Regions from separate parts of the Mus musculus genome. Here regions 1 and 3 are each linked to region 2. The links are chromatin contacts, called in public Hi-C maps. All regions are on one chromosome and are shown on one strand. The core of a region is the stretch at or near the end of the contact, and the rest is flanking DNA. Distances in the headings are between cores, read along the strand shown.

Region 1 (4,689 bases), core at 902-3,401, 360 kb before region 2:
AGGAAAGTACTCCTGCTGACATGGGGAAGGTCGGAGCCTGATCCTTCAGTGTCTGCAGAAGAAACATGAGATCAAGTGACTCATCATGAGGGAGTGAACATATGACTAAAAGTTCATGCAACTTTGATCCTTTCTCACTACTTTTGAATAATCAATATATAGGGTTAGAGACCGCAGTGTTTATTTAACTAGCATCACATTTTAGAACTGAGTGTGTTTAACTTAGAAGCAATAGCTACAAAGTGAATTGATAATATGCTATAGAATATAACTTTATTTCTCAGATGTGTGGGCTTACCTACCATTTTTACAACCAATTTTAAAAAATACTTACTTGAAGAATTTGGCTTAAGCTAGTTAATGTTCAATTTCTTATTAGAACTCTAAAAACTTGTAAGCCTTTTATTACTGTTAAAACTAAGGAGTTTTCTTAGTTATCTGATGGTATACCCACAGCTAACTCTGGTAATGCATGCATGTGTTTGATAACTATTTCCAACACATGCCAAGTGAGATTATAACATTTATGGAAGGCTGTCTTTAAGAGTAGCACGTGTTGTAGTTTTATTTTTTCTGTCACACTTTGTCACATTTCTGATGACATCCCTGAGGACTGTGCAACCTACCTATCTGTGACAGAACATGCATTTCTATTACACACAGGACAGAAGTGAGCGTGTGCCGGTGGCTGTCGCTGTTACTGTGTGGCATTTTAACTAACACTTATTTTAAAAACAAAGAAATTCAACAATAACAAAGTTCAGATGTTACCTTTTTAACACCAATCTGGATAGCTCTCTCTATTACATCTTGTAAGTCATCTGTGTAAGAAAAGTCACATATTAAGAAAAGCTAGTAAATATAGAGATATTATCTATAATTATGCATGTATAATTTTTACCTCTCCTTAAAGTAAAAATGCACAAAAATGATCATGTACTAAAACACAGCCTAATCAGTGCTAGTTACTTGTAAAATAGTGAAACTAGATTTGTAAAACCTTAAAAAAATATAAAGCAAGAAGCTGAATAGTTAATAATTAATTTAATTGTACTTTTACTTTGTTGAACAAAAAAGGAGAAAATGACAGAAGTCAGGAGGTCCAAATTAAAGATGAACTCAATGATTACAATTGATGTGCTTTATATCCAAACTTGTATTTGTATATGAAATTGTAAGTGCCTATCTGTGTGTGTCCATATCTGTCCATCCGTCCGTGCGTGTGTGTATGTGACCATGTGTGCCCGTCCGTGTATGTCTGTGTGCCCGTGTGTGTGGGGGGGGGGGAGGGGTTCTTCTATCACTGTGGCTTTATATAACTGATGCTCTCACTGAACCTGGAGCCCACTGCGTCAGATGACTGGCTGGCAGCCAGCCCCCGGGAGCCTCCAGTTTCCTTGCCATCCACTGGGGTTAGACTCATGCTGCTGCTCTTAGCTTTAATGTGTGCTGGGGATCCACACTCAGAACTTCATGCTTTGAACAGCAAGTCCTTTACACTGAGCCATCTCCCAACCCACTGTTAGGGCCAGAAACATAATGGGCAACAAAATAAAATATAAAAACTCCATTATGAATGTTACACTTCAGTTTCAGAGTAAATGGAAATAAATTCAAATTCTATTTACATATATATAATAAAAATAATATATAAAAATAACGAATTCAAAAGACAAAACTCACCTTAGTTAACTTATACTGAGCATAGCAAGTATGCCAGATTAGAAACTGCAGTAGTGGTGATAACTGACTACTGCATAACTTATGTCCTAACATATATATAAACACACATGCATACATACATGCCACAGCACAGCATGAAATCTAAGCCCTAAAAAGGCAAGGAAAGCAGAAGGCAACTTACTCAACGGTTAACTTTATTGTATAAGTAACACATAAAACTAGCATTCAAATGCCTAAAATCCCTAAGAGTAAGTTTTACAGTGAGCCCTGTGAAAACATGTGTTTTTCTTGTCTCCTGTGTTCAGGAAAGCCAGCTAGAGAAGCCTGGCATGGTCAGGTGCTGACTCAGCTCTCTGCGGTGTGGAACTCTTTCACCCTCCCTATTTGCATGTCATAGAACATAGGCACTGTTCCCAGGCAGTGTGCACAGACACATCTATTGCAGACATCCTGCCTTTAAAATTCAGCGTCACCACCATTTCCTGCTTAGTCACCTCTCTCAGCTAAGGCAACAGCCCAGTGGGCAGCACTTGTCTATGCTCACATCAGTTCCTGGGCTGATTCTTAGGACTGGAGAGGAAAGTGAACTTATATGATAATACAAACCACTTGCTTCTGGTGAAGTACAATGTCCAGTCCCACCTATACACTGGGCCTCTAAGTAGATAGTGATGGAAAGAGTAGGGAAGACAGGAAGACAACAGCACACCACACTTTGTCCTTGGCTGAAAACATTTTCTTCCTTTCTAAAAGATTTATTTTTACTTTTTAATTCACTCTCTCTCTCTATCTCGTGTGTGTGTGTGTGACACGTTGCTATATGAACATGAACGCACATGCTGTCAGAAGCCAGAAAAGGGCATCAGAGGCTTTGGAGTTGGGGTTATAGGCAGCTGTGAGCTGCTCACTGTCAGCAGGTTCAGGGAACTAAACTCAGGACCTTTGTAAGAGCAGTAGGTCCTCTTAACCACTGAGCCATCAAGTTTAAGAACTTGATAAGCTGATGGTCATAGGAAGTGATCGCTGGGTTCCAGGCCTGTTGTTCAAAACGATGGTTTGCCGACAGGGCTTGACTGACTGAGTTGATTGTTCTGTCTGGCATATGATGATGAGGGTTTTGCTTTGTTTGTTTTTAAAAATAAGTTCTCACTATGTAGCCCAGGCTGGCCTCTAACTTGCTATTCTCCTTCCTCTACCTTCTGAATGCTGGGTTTTAGATTCACCCTCAGCTGCCCAGAGTCCTTTAAGATTTCACTTTAAGAGTGGATTGTGCTTTCCAAGATCTTGTAGCAGAGGTTGTCTTCACAGACGTCGCCTTAGTAAAAGAGACATTCACCTTGATGCTTCTGCACCCCCCTATAAATTCCTCTGAACATAGGATCTGTCAGGTTGATGCCAATATCTGTGGAAACCAAAAGCGAAACAGGTAATCATTAAAATAAAATTTACTCAAAATATCTCTAAACAAGCTTTTCATTCACATAGTCTATAATCTAGCAGTATTAATTGGCTGGCTGATTCTTGGCAGCTCCATGATAGACCTGTGGGACACGGGAGGACTAAGATGTGATTTCTGCTCCTAAAGACTCATGGCAGAAGTGAGTCTTTAAACACTCAGAAGGGAATGGGGCAGACCCATGCATAGGCAATTGTGGAGACAATGAGGGGGATAGGAAAGCTCATTGGGGAACCAAATTAAAATGTATCATATACACATATGAAGTTGTCAATAAATTCCTCAAAATATTGAAAACATAAAACTACTGTTATTATGAGACACAGAAAGTTCTACCAGAGTTTGGTAGCTGACTCAGAAGGGGGTCCCAGGAATAAATAATTCAGAACTGAATGTTGCAGGATTAGTCACCCAATGTGGTGATCTGAATGAGAATGGCCCCTATAGGGTCAGGTGGTGGAATTGTTTTGGGGGATTAGGAGGTGTGGCTTTGTAGGAGAGGTATGTCATGGAGTGGGTTTTGAGGTTTCAAAAGACCATGCCACCACCCTTTACTTGGAAGAGGCAGCGCAGTGGAGCCAGCACTGGTGCTGGGGGTGTGTGTATGAGCCAATCCCAAGGGCAGGAGTGTGGGAGAACTTGTCTGCCATGGGGTGATGCCCCCAACTCCTCCATATCTAGCAGCCTGCTGCCACGATTCCCACCATGATGGTCATGGGTTTACTCTTTGGAACTGTGAGCCCTGAAACTGTTTTCTTTTGTAAGTTGCCTTGGTCATGGCGCCTGTTCCCAGCAACAGAAAAGTAACTAAGTCAGCAAGCCTCCAGGGTATGAAATAGAATAATTCATCAGGAAATTGGAGGTTTTGTAGTTGCTAAGGAGAAGCACAGGAAAGGGTTTAGCTAGAAAGGACAGATCAATTATGACACACACTTATGTTAAAAATACTGGATTCAATATAATGCCTGATGATTTGTAATCAAAGGCAAGACTTACATTGAAGATACTTCACTCAGGAGTACTGGAAGCTGGGATGTGAAGGGAGCAACAGAAGTTGAGTCTCATTTGGAAACTAGGAAAAGCTCATGTGCAGTGGAGAAAGACCGAGACGGTGATGAGAGTGGAGATGTAGATGAACTACTTCCTTATTCACCAACTACTCCTGGGGGCTGACTTTGTCAAATGCTGTGTGTCTGGATGTGCTGCCCCAACAGTATGACAGACCGTGAGACCTAGTCAGGAGTTTGGATAACCCAAGAGATAGTGAAGAGAGAATTCTAGGCTGTTGCAGGATATTTGATCACACTGTGGACCTGAGATTGTGTTGTTTACTGGAAAAACCTGTTTTTAGTTGTGCTGTGGTGGCTTAGCCTTATCACACACCAATCCCTCTGGCTAGAATTCAGTCACTCTCTTAATGCACACCTTTAATCCCAAACAATGAAGGTAAATGTAGTTTGTAGAAGGAAGCACCCGTGTTTAAAGTGATGTCTAATTGAGTGGCAGACAAAGTGACAAATCAGAGGGAGAACCACCATTCCCTTGATAAA
Region 2 (4,666 bases), core at 1,134-3,633:
TCTGGCATCCCATCCTGGATATGGCAGAGGAGCTAAGAACAGAATAGGGGTCCTGGGGATACAGAAAGAGAGCAGAGGGAGAGAGGTTTCCACGCAGGTTAGAGTCCTTAGTCTGGTCCATGGCTGGAGCACAGGAAGGCCTTCTGACAGGAGATTAGGCACGACTCGTTAGGAGAAAGCCTATCCCATCGTCCAAGCACAGCGGGCCTTGATGAGCAGAGACAGTCTATGGTTTTAGAGCTTTATTGTAGAAAGGCAGGGGGAAAGAGAGAAGGTAGAAAGAGGGAGAGACCGGCCATGGCCAAGAGGAGAGAAGGGGGAAAAGGAGAGAGAGAGAAGAAAGGCTAGAGAGTACAAAAGAGAGAGGAAGAGAGTGAGGAGGGGCTAAATAGCCCCTCTTATAGTGGGCTGTTATCTTGCTGTTGCTAGGTAACTGGGAGGAGTCTAGACTGAAGGTCAGAAGCTTGGGACGTTGTGTACATGACTGAAAGCCATGAGCCTCTCCTGTGGGGGCTGTGGGGACAGTAACTTTGACAGGAGCCAGGGTCCAGGAGACATGAGGGAACACCTACTGTCCCATGTAGGTGGGAATTACCATCCATCATGTTCTACCGGGGTTCCACCTCCCAACTCGACTGGAGACCAAGCTGTCTGTGCATAGCCCATTGCCCCACACACTCAAGGGAGGCTCCTTTCTCTGTGATAATTCCAACTTGTGTCAAGTTGGTATTACAAGACCAGCCAGTAAAGTGATTGGAGGCAAACAGCCAGCTCATCTTGCCAATCCAACAGAGAGAATGAGTGACCCAGGAAAACACGCTGGGCTCTAGATACTGACTTGTGATCTTCACACAGGTTCATATTCACAGCAAGTATATCCTCACACATATGCATAGCACACATGTACTCAGACAGACAGACAGACACACACACACAACTAATCTAAGATGCAATGTCAGATAGTAGGTGGCTGGAGTGTAATTTTTAGGCAAGATAGTAATGAAAGGAAAATGGAGCCAACGGTTCCTCCCTCTCAGAGTTATGTTTAAAAATGTAAAGTTCTTCACCTTCAGCCAAAGCCTTGTCCACCCCAGACCCACTTCCTGCACTATCTCCCCTAGGAAGAACCCTTTGACTGAGCTCCAAGCCCTCAACATGCCGGAGGACTTCAGGCAATATGTTTTCCAAGGATGCCATTAGTATCTTGTAGCCAAATCTGACTTTTGAACAGCAGAAACTAAATATCACCCAAATCTGTCCCTTTGTGGTCACCTCTCTGTGATAAGTTAGGCATGGTATATCTCAGGTGAAGTGAGGCCAAATGCGAACTTTATAAACACATGGAAACTTGAATGGGCCTCAGAGCCTTGCTGTTGATAAGCCTGGACTATGTCTCATAAAGACTGTTGGAATAGGGTGGGTATCCTTTTCTTAAGACTCGTCCAGATTGCACAGTGAGGAACCCTGGCCAGACTCTAGGCACCATTGGTGCTGGTCATTTCTGAAACATGCAAAAGCAACTATATTGCACTTCTGAGGGGTATTCCTATTTCTGTTCCTTTCTTAGTTTTCTAGTGCTACTGTGACAAAACGCCACAGGAGGGGGCCAGGTTAGTGGTGCATGCCTTTATTTTTTTTTCTTTCCAATTTTTTTATTAGGTATTTACTTCATTTATGTTTCAAATGCTATCCCGAAAAAATAGTCTTGCTCCTCCCACATCCTCCACCATAACCTGGGTGTGAAGTGAGGTTAACCTGGGTGTGACATGAGGTTGGGGCTGACCAAGGCAAATGGACTCCTAGGAGGTGAGGTCAATTTTGTGAGTGGTTGATTATAAGGGGAAAGGACACTCTCAGTGCCCACCTCTCCCAGGTCTGTGTATAAAGACCTGACTTTGTGTAGAGACCTGTATGGTACCAAGAGTTAGAATTTTCCTGCACATCATCAGGACTGTCCAGTCTTGGTCTTTTGACATCTGGCAGGAGATTGGCATGTAGTGGATGGGTGCTAGGTTGAGAACATTTGAGACTAATAAATTTATTAGAAAATTTAACCTTCTCCTCTGCCCTCTAAACCTCTCTCTCCCCTCCCTCCCTCCTTCTCTCCTTTCGCCCCTCTCATTCTTGCACACGTTTTTTCTCTCCCAATACATATAATACACACTTCACATAATTACATAATTGTAGTTATATAATGTGACTCACATTAGAGAGTATCTGTGGCCATAATCCTCTATTACTTCCAGGTTTGTCTGAGTTACATAGCATTTACACAATATTGCTTTTGTTTTTTTCTAGTGTTTGTAGACCATGAGATTAAGCAGTCAGCTTGCTCTGCAACACTGCTTTCATTTTGTTGCCATCTTACAAACAGCTGCCTCTGGAGCCACCTGCTGACACAGTGTAGAATCCTTTGCAGCTAAGATCACTAAGCAAAGCGGCTCTCCAAGCAAACAGGAGAGAAGCTCAAGATTAGACTCTGCTCCATGGACTTCCCACAGCCAAGCAGTTAAATCATCCTGAAAATCTCACTGGTCATGTGAATACTCGGATCCAGTAAATGGGGTAGCCATGTGAGGTCCTCTAAAACTCAGGGACCTTTGATTGAAACTACTGTTGACGTGGTTTTGAGCAAGGAATAAATACTGATCATGGCTTGCCACCATCTATATCTGCCATATCTTATACCCAACATGTAAATGCTGGTATTTATTCCACATGCAACAAATAAGGAATATAGATTCGGAATCTGTCTCAATTCTCCCATAACAGAATACTAGCAATACATCAAATTTGCCATAGTCCACTTTGCCCACTTAGTGATTTGTTTCAAGAACTTTCCACCTGGGGACAGAACTTTTTCACATGAATGTCTGAAGAGTTTTCTGTAGAAGCTGAATTGCTATAGCAAAGGGGGAAAAAAGTTGGGATTTTGGTAAGAAAATGTGTTTTGTTCCTTCCCGCACTGTGGGCCCCCCCCCCCCGCCCCGCCCAAGGTCTGGCCAAAACTGCATGTGGTTGTGCTTTTCAAATCTCTGTTTATCTGAGGATAGAAATTGTCCCAGAGTTTCAGCATTATTTGCAGAACAATAGAGAATAGAGAATAATTCTCTGTTCGTGCTTTTTTATTAAATTGTTCTCCTAGTTGTATTCCAGACACTAGTTTAAACCCCTTGTCTGTGTTTTGTTTCTAAGCCAGCTAGTGGTTTGCTCTTTAACCTTATTCATACTCTGGCTATTTTTCCTATGCTAGAAAACAATTTTTTTATTTGTAGTGCTTTAGTCCCTTTAGAAAGCTCTGACTCAATATATATTTCCTTCCTTCCTTCCTTCCTCTTTCTTTCTTTCTTTCTTTCTTTCTTTCTTTCTTTCTTTCTTTCTTCCTTTCTTCCTCTCTAAGACAGTATCTTGGTGACCTTGATGACTTCAAACTCATAATCCTCCTGCCTCTACCTCCTGAATATTTGGATGGCAGACCTGCCTTATCTGGCATCAATGGGAGAGGAGGCTCTTGGTCGTATGGAGGCTCGATGCCCCAGTGTAGGATTGAAGGTGTCATGCAAAGGATTTGAGGTTTGGCATTATGAAGCAAGCCTATGAGAGGCTATTGGTGAAGCCCAGTTGCAGCAGAAGACCCTAGCATAGTGGAGATGCCAGTATAATGGGATGATCACTAAGAACAGCAGCAGTAGTGGAGTGGATCAACCTGAGCTTAGAGTGCTACAGAGGGCAGAGCTGGAGAAGTGAAGCAAGCCCTTTGGAGGAGCTCAGAAGATCATGTGTGGATCCCAAACACTGAAACAAGAAGCTGTAACATTGAAGTTACATTGAAGATGCCAGAGTCGTGGGCTATCTGCTGAGGAAAGCTGCTAACGGAGTGGAACCAGCCTGGGAGAAAGAAGTTGGTTGCAGTCAACAAAAATGGAAAAAAAGAGTTGGAGATCTGAAGACCGCTTTGACATCAGACGTGGAGATGCAGAGTTTGGAGTTGCCCAGCTGGTTTCCTATCTTTTGCTTTGGGGATTAAGTGATTGGATGAATCTCAGACAGGACCTTGAACTTTGGGCTTTTAACAGTTGAGACTGCTATAGACTATAGGGGCTTTGTAAGTTAGAATCAATGTATTTTTATTATGCTATGTTTAGGTATGAGCCCCAAAGACTCATGTTTGAACAAGCCAGGGAGTGGAATGTGATGGTTTGTATATGCTCTGCCCAGGGACTTTCACCATTAGAAGGTGTGACCCTGTTGGAATAGGTGTGTCACTGTGGGCATGGGCTTTAAGACCCTCATCCTAGCTGCCTGGAAACCAGTATTCTGCTAGCAGCTGTCAGGTGAAGATGTAGAACTCTCAGCTCCTACTGCACCATGCCTGTCCGGATGCTGCCATGTTTCTGCCTTGATGATAGTGGACTGAACCTCTGAACCTGTAAGCCAGCCCCAATTAAATGTTATCCTTACAAGAGTTGCATTGGGGGCTAGTGAGATGGCTCAGTGGTTAAGAGCACCGACTGCTCTTCCAGAGCTCCTGAGTTCAAATCCCAGCAACCACATGGTGGCTCACAACCATCTGTAACGAGATCTGATTCCTTCTTCTGGGGTGTCTGAAGACAGCTTCAGTGTACTTACATATTATAAATAAATAAATCTTTAAAAAAAAAAAAGG
Region 3 (4,697 bases), core at 1,503-4,002, 270 kb before region 2:
AGCAGGAAGACCCAGGAGCCACACCAGGCCAAGGAGCACCCAGGCTCACTGCACAGCCATCACGAGGATATCCACTGCAGGGCGGGTCCACGGAGCCCCTTCCAGAGTTCGCTGACCTCTCTTCACAGGGCATGGGGCTGGCAGGTCATTTTCTTCTTCTCTCCCTTTCTTTCCGTCTTTCTTTCTTTTCTTTCTGTCTGTCTTTCTGTCTTTCTTTCTCCTCCTCTTCCTCCTCCTCTTCCTCTTCCCCTTCTGTTGTTGTTTTTGTTTTTCAAGACAGGGTCTCTCTGTGTAGCCTTGGCTGTCGTACAACCTAGGCTGGCCTCAGACTCAGAGATCCTCCAGCCTCTCTTCCCCAAGTGCTGGGATGCAAGGCGGGCACTTCCACTGCCTGGTTCCTTTTCCCTTTTCAAAAAATGTGACTTATTCTTTGAGCATGTCATACAAACAAGCAACGTATCTTAACCACATTCACCATCGCCCTCAACCCCCTTCCCCAATCCCTTCCCAGCTCCCCTAAGCCCAGAGTTAAATCATCAGAGCTCAATCACTGCTGCCAGCGGCTCATGGGTGGTAGGACCATTCACAGTCCTGTGGCCAAGCTATCAGAGACCACACCCCTAGAGAAAATGGTCACCATCAACTGTCAGTAGCTAGGGTAGTGGCTTGTGAGTCCCCCACCCCACCCCCCCATCAGTGCTGGAAGGTTGACTGGCTTGCTCTTGTGCAGGTAACAGTCTTGTCACAGCTCCCACACACACCCATCAGAAGACACTACTTGTGCCAGTGGCCCCAGCTTCTGGCTGTTACCATCTTTCCGCCCCTTCTTCCATGATGTTGTTCCCTGAGCCCTAGGCAGAAGGAGTGTGTGCAATGTAGAAGTCCTGTAGCCTGGGAACTCCACAGACACTTTCTCTCTACACTGTGACCAGTTCTGAGTCTGTATTATCATCAACCATCATCCGCTGCACCAAGAAGATTCTCGAATGAGGACGAAGGCAGCTCAGCTCTCACCCAGCAGGTGACCCATTTCCAGTTATTAAATGACAACAAGCTTTATGAGAGGAGGTCCCTCTCCGGCGGCTGTGGCCTGGATGTGTCTGTGTCTCTTTTAAAGTCACAAGTGAAATTCTAACTTCCAATGGTATGGTCCTTGAGCTCTGCATGAGGTTAGAGTCTGTATAAGGAAAGGCAAGAGAAAGATGATCTCTCTCTCCCCCACGTGAGGACCCATCAAAGCCTACATCTGCAAATCAGGAAGTAGGCTCTTGCCAGCTACCTCCTGGTAGCTTCTTCTTGGACTTGCAGCTTCTAGAAATTTGCGAAATGGTCTATTTTATTACTGCTGCTTAAACCAACATAGCATCTCCGCATTATTTCAAAGGACTGTAAACAAGCCCCTGGAACTTTGAACTCTGTTAATAAGCATGATAGTAATAACCTCCACAGGGGAACCCCAATGAGCAATCCCCCATATTGCCTTCCTGCCCATTTACAGCAACTCTTTCCAACATCAATAATAGGTAAAATAATAGTATTAGCTAAATCGTACAAATTATGCCAATAACACAGCGCTCAGGCTCCATGGACAGTTCAGAGTCTTTGCAGGAGCAATGAAGAGTTCCTCATCCATTTCTCCCGATTTACGTGGTTTGTACCTTGTGAATGGTGTGTGCGCGCATGTGTACGTGCCTTGCTCCACAGCATTGGTGGGTTGCTCTTTAAATAAAATGAAGTAATTGGATTGCAACAGGCTTATTGCAGAAACGCTACCCAAAGTCACAGGGAGTCACTTGGCTCGTTTCTAAAAGTGATTAAGGACACGTAGCTACAATCGGGCTGACATAGGCACTCGGATTGTCTATGTCAACTCCATCAGCCCCACCGGTTGAATGCCACAGCAGTCTTGGGGGGAAGACTCTAGGCTAGGTCTACTATCTGCAGCCTCCCCTTCATCCTGGATTCACTTTCTCTACCTAGGCTGTTCTAGCCCAATCTGGGTGACGTAAGACATCACCACAAGGAATGGCTAGCAGTATGACAAGCAACAAAGTCAACTCCAGGCCAGGAGAGCTGTCCTGAACATCATGAAATAAAGAGGCCACACAGAACACCTACTCGGGAATAAAGACCTGCATGTAAGCAAAATCCCTCCTCTTCCTGTCCTCTGCCTTAAAGTGACCTCATGATTCCCTATCCATGGAATCCAAACAGCCTGAGTAGTATCAGGGTGGTCTCTGTCAGACTCTGTCTGCACACACTGCAAGGCACCACCCCCAAATCATGGCAGCTGGAGGGTGTCCTACAGCTGTCCCCAAAACGCCTTTGGGCTTCAAGGCAATACACACATGCACAGAAGGCCTTCTCGGGCCCTGACCTCAGCTGTGGGGGACGGCACTCTGTGCAGCCTAGAGTTAGATTTCAGCACACACAATCATCTGACTGACTTGGCATCAGCTGGGCCACAGAGACAGGAGCCCAGAAAAGGCAGCATTTTAACCCCAGAGAGAAGGGACAGGGAATCACTGACACGGGGTATATTGTCTATTTCTTTGGGTACTGAAAACGGTATGTATGTAGATAAACACGTGTATGTACACACACAGACACACAGACACACAGACACACAGACACACACACCCTCGGACCGAGTAAAAACAAAATCAAAGCGGTGCATCAGCCAAGCCTTCCCCCACAATAGCACAGATCACTCACCCACGACTCCAACCGAAAAGGAAGTTGTTGGGTTGTAGTTAAACTCTTCCTCCCACTCGCCTCCCATCCTGTGCTAAATGTGAGTCTCTGGCTTACTGAAGGAATCCACACAGCCACAATAACTCTGTGAAGCTTGTACAAAAAAAGCCCACGAGATGGGTGCTCTAAATTCTGAACGTGGGATGCCTCTGTACTCACTCGGCAGAGATCTCCCGCCCACTTTCCCATCCCTCCTTTCTGCTGGGTGCTTCCCGTGAAGGGCTGAGTTCTCCTTCACATTTAGGGGCTTCCTGCTGCTGTCTCCCCTCTGAAGCAACAGCATTGGGGAAGAGGCACTGACTGAAGTCACAGTATATACACAGACAGAGACACACAAGATGAACGCGTACATGTACACATACACCTCATATTTGGATCACTCTCGGTCCTCCAGACATGAGGTTGTTTTCAATCTACAGAGACAGAGAGAAAATATCCAGTAAGCAGTACAGCCCATCCCCCGCTGGCAGCGAGATGCTAGGGGGCTTCAGGAAGGGCCTGGCCAAGAGGGAGTTAACCTCTGAGAATTCTCATCCTTTAAGTTCAATAAGGGAAACTTACCAACCTATTTAGGTCTCAAAAATGACAATGAAAAATTATCTCTTTCTAAAATACAAGGGTCATTTGGAAAAATGAGAAGCCCGAGAAACCAACGGTCATGAAACCCGCTCTCCAGAAACACCACAGAAATTACGTTCATTTCCTTCCAGGACTTTTTCTTCCTGTAAACAGATGGATTCTTGCAAGCAGTCCCTGCCAGCTCACCCAACAGCCCCAGCATCCATATGAGTGGTTTTTAACCTTCTGAATTCTGAGACCCTTCACTACAGTTCCCCATGCTGTATGCTGTGGTGGCCCCAACCATAAAACTATTTCCATTACTACTGCATAACTGCCATTTTGCTACTGTTAGGAGCTGTATGTAATGTCAATTTCTGATATTCAGGACGTTTCATCCATGACTCCAAAGGGACCATGACCCACAGGTTGAGAATCACTGATCCAGACAAAAGGCAAGCTTGTCGATCCACGTCTCCCACTCGCTCTTAGAAACAGAAGCTCCCACTGGCTCAGGCTAACATGGAAGGAAACCATGCCTAGGAACTGGACAGACTAGACCGTGAAGGAGTGGGTCCACACAAAGCCAGGGTAGGCACTGCTAACAGAACCATAGACCCCATCCCCACCCACACCCAGGCCTCAGTGAGAGACAGCTAGGCGACATTCCTGGCCCAAATAGTCCCTAACCATAACCCTTTGAGAGAAGTAGACTCAGCAGTGACTAATAAAGGGCTTCCCTGCATGCCAAGACCCTCAGACCCTATGCAGCGGGGAGCTGGTCACTCTCTACTTAACATGTATCTGAACTTGGTGTGCTTTGCTGCACGCAGCTGCTGGCCTCTAACCCCACTCTTACTTCGCAATCTGTAAGTGGAAGCCCTGCTCATCTCTATGCCTGTGTCAGCATACAGTAGGTGCTCATCTCTATGCCTGTGCCAGCATACAGTAGGTGCTCAAGAAATGTTAGCTGAATGAGTGGGTCAGGCTTTTACTCATTATGTGAAAAGGGCAGACACCTTCGTTTTCGTCTATTACATTTCTTCTCCCATTAATAGGCAGAAAGGAGAAGGCTCCCTCCTGGGCCTGTCTACAGTCCTCTCTGGAGTGGGAAAGTCAAGGGATGGGTAGGGTGATGCAGCCATGTATAGCTTCTTCAGGATGTTCTAGTGTTCCAGGGGCCTAAGTTTGCAAGCCATGGTGAATTTGGGAAAGGGGTGAGGTCAACCCTGTATACATGTCTAAGATGTACCTACTCTATTTGAACAGGCACTCTCATACTTCAGAACCTCTGCCCCACAGCATATTAAAGCTGTTGTGTATTTAAATACCGGGTATGGAGACTAGGACACAGACAGACAGACAGACAGACAGACGATGGGACA

The links. A called contact is a pair of places that touch in the nucleus more often than the background predicts.
Region 1: a Hi-C map of bone marrow-derived macrophages shows a contact between it and region 2, with 24 read pairs. The contact joins two enhancer-like sites. A contact is called at or near these places in 11 of 39 promoter capture datasets (the C10 cell line, the HPC-7 cell line, cranial neural crest and 7 more), 1 of 15 datasets of contacts at CTCF or cohesin (pro-B cells), 3 of 484 Hi-C or Micro-C datasets (bone marrow-derived macrophages and embryonic stem cells), 33 of 115 datasets of contacts at active chromatin or transcription factors (the 230-238 cell line, DN3 thymocytes, the SCID.adh cell line and 22 more) and 4 of 9 other capture datasets (adipose tissue, liver, macrophages and 1 more).
Region 3: a contact with region 2 is called in a Hi-C map of bone marrow-derived macrophages, with 23 read pairs. The contact joins two enhancer-like sites. A contact is called at or near these places in 2 of 484 Hi-C or Micro-C datasets (bone marrow-derived macrophages and liver) and 10 of 115 datasets of contacts at active chromatin or transcription factors (bone marrow-derived macrophages, craniofacial prominence, embryonic basal ganglia and 6 more).

Annotation. Positions count from the first base shown.
Region 1 is chr15:58,925,665-58,930,353 of GRCm38.p6, forward strand. Tatdn1 (TatD DNase domain containing 1) reads right to left here. Exons shown (of 12, transcript NM_001368428.1): 2 at 3,020-3,085; 3 at 772-821. It overlaps Gm36559 (a long non-coding RNA gene), which reads right to left. Exons shown (of 2, transcript XR_875364.2): 2 at 4,008-4,689. Among named protein-coding and RNA genes, the nearest start is that of Gm36559, 5.3 kb to the right of the region's middle. Within about 2 kb of position 2,152, at least 117 of the 459 cell types and tissues checked have an H3K27ac peak or open chromatin away from gene starts, as enhancers often do. A contact at or near this core is called in bone marrow-derived macrophages, where this site is marked.
Region 2 is chr15:59,289,283-59,293,948 of GRCm38.p6, forward strand. It overlaps Gm36617 (a long non-coding RNA gene), which reads left to right. Exons shown (of 4, transcript XR_875370.3): 4 at 2,299-2,669. Among named protein-coding and RNA genes, the nearest start is that of Sqle, 23 kb to the right of the region's middle. Within about 2 kb of position 2,384, at least 16 of the 459 cell types and tissues checked have an H3K27ac peak or open chromatin away from gene starts, as enhancers often do. A contact at or near this core is called in bone marrow-derived macrophages, where this site is marked.
Region 3 is chr15:59,016,394-59,021,090 of GRCm38.p6, forward strand. All of the region lies in intron 3 of Mtss1 (MTSS I-BAR domain containing 1), which reads right to left. Among named protein-coding and RNA genes, the nearest start is that of Gm41330, 24 kb to the left of the region's middle. Within about 2 kb of position 2,753, at least 56 of the 459 cell types and tissues checked have an H3K27ac peak or open chromatin away from gene starts, as enhancers often do. A contact at or near this core is called in bone marrow-derived macrophages, where this site is marked.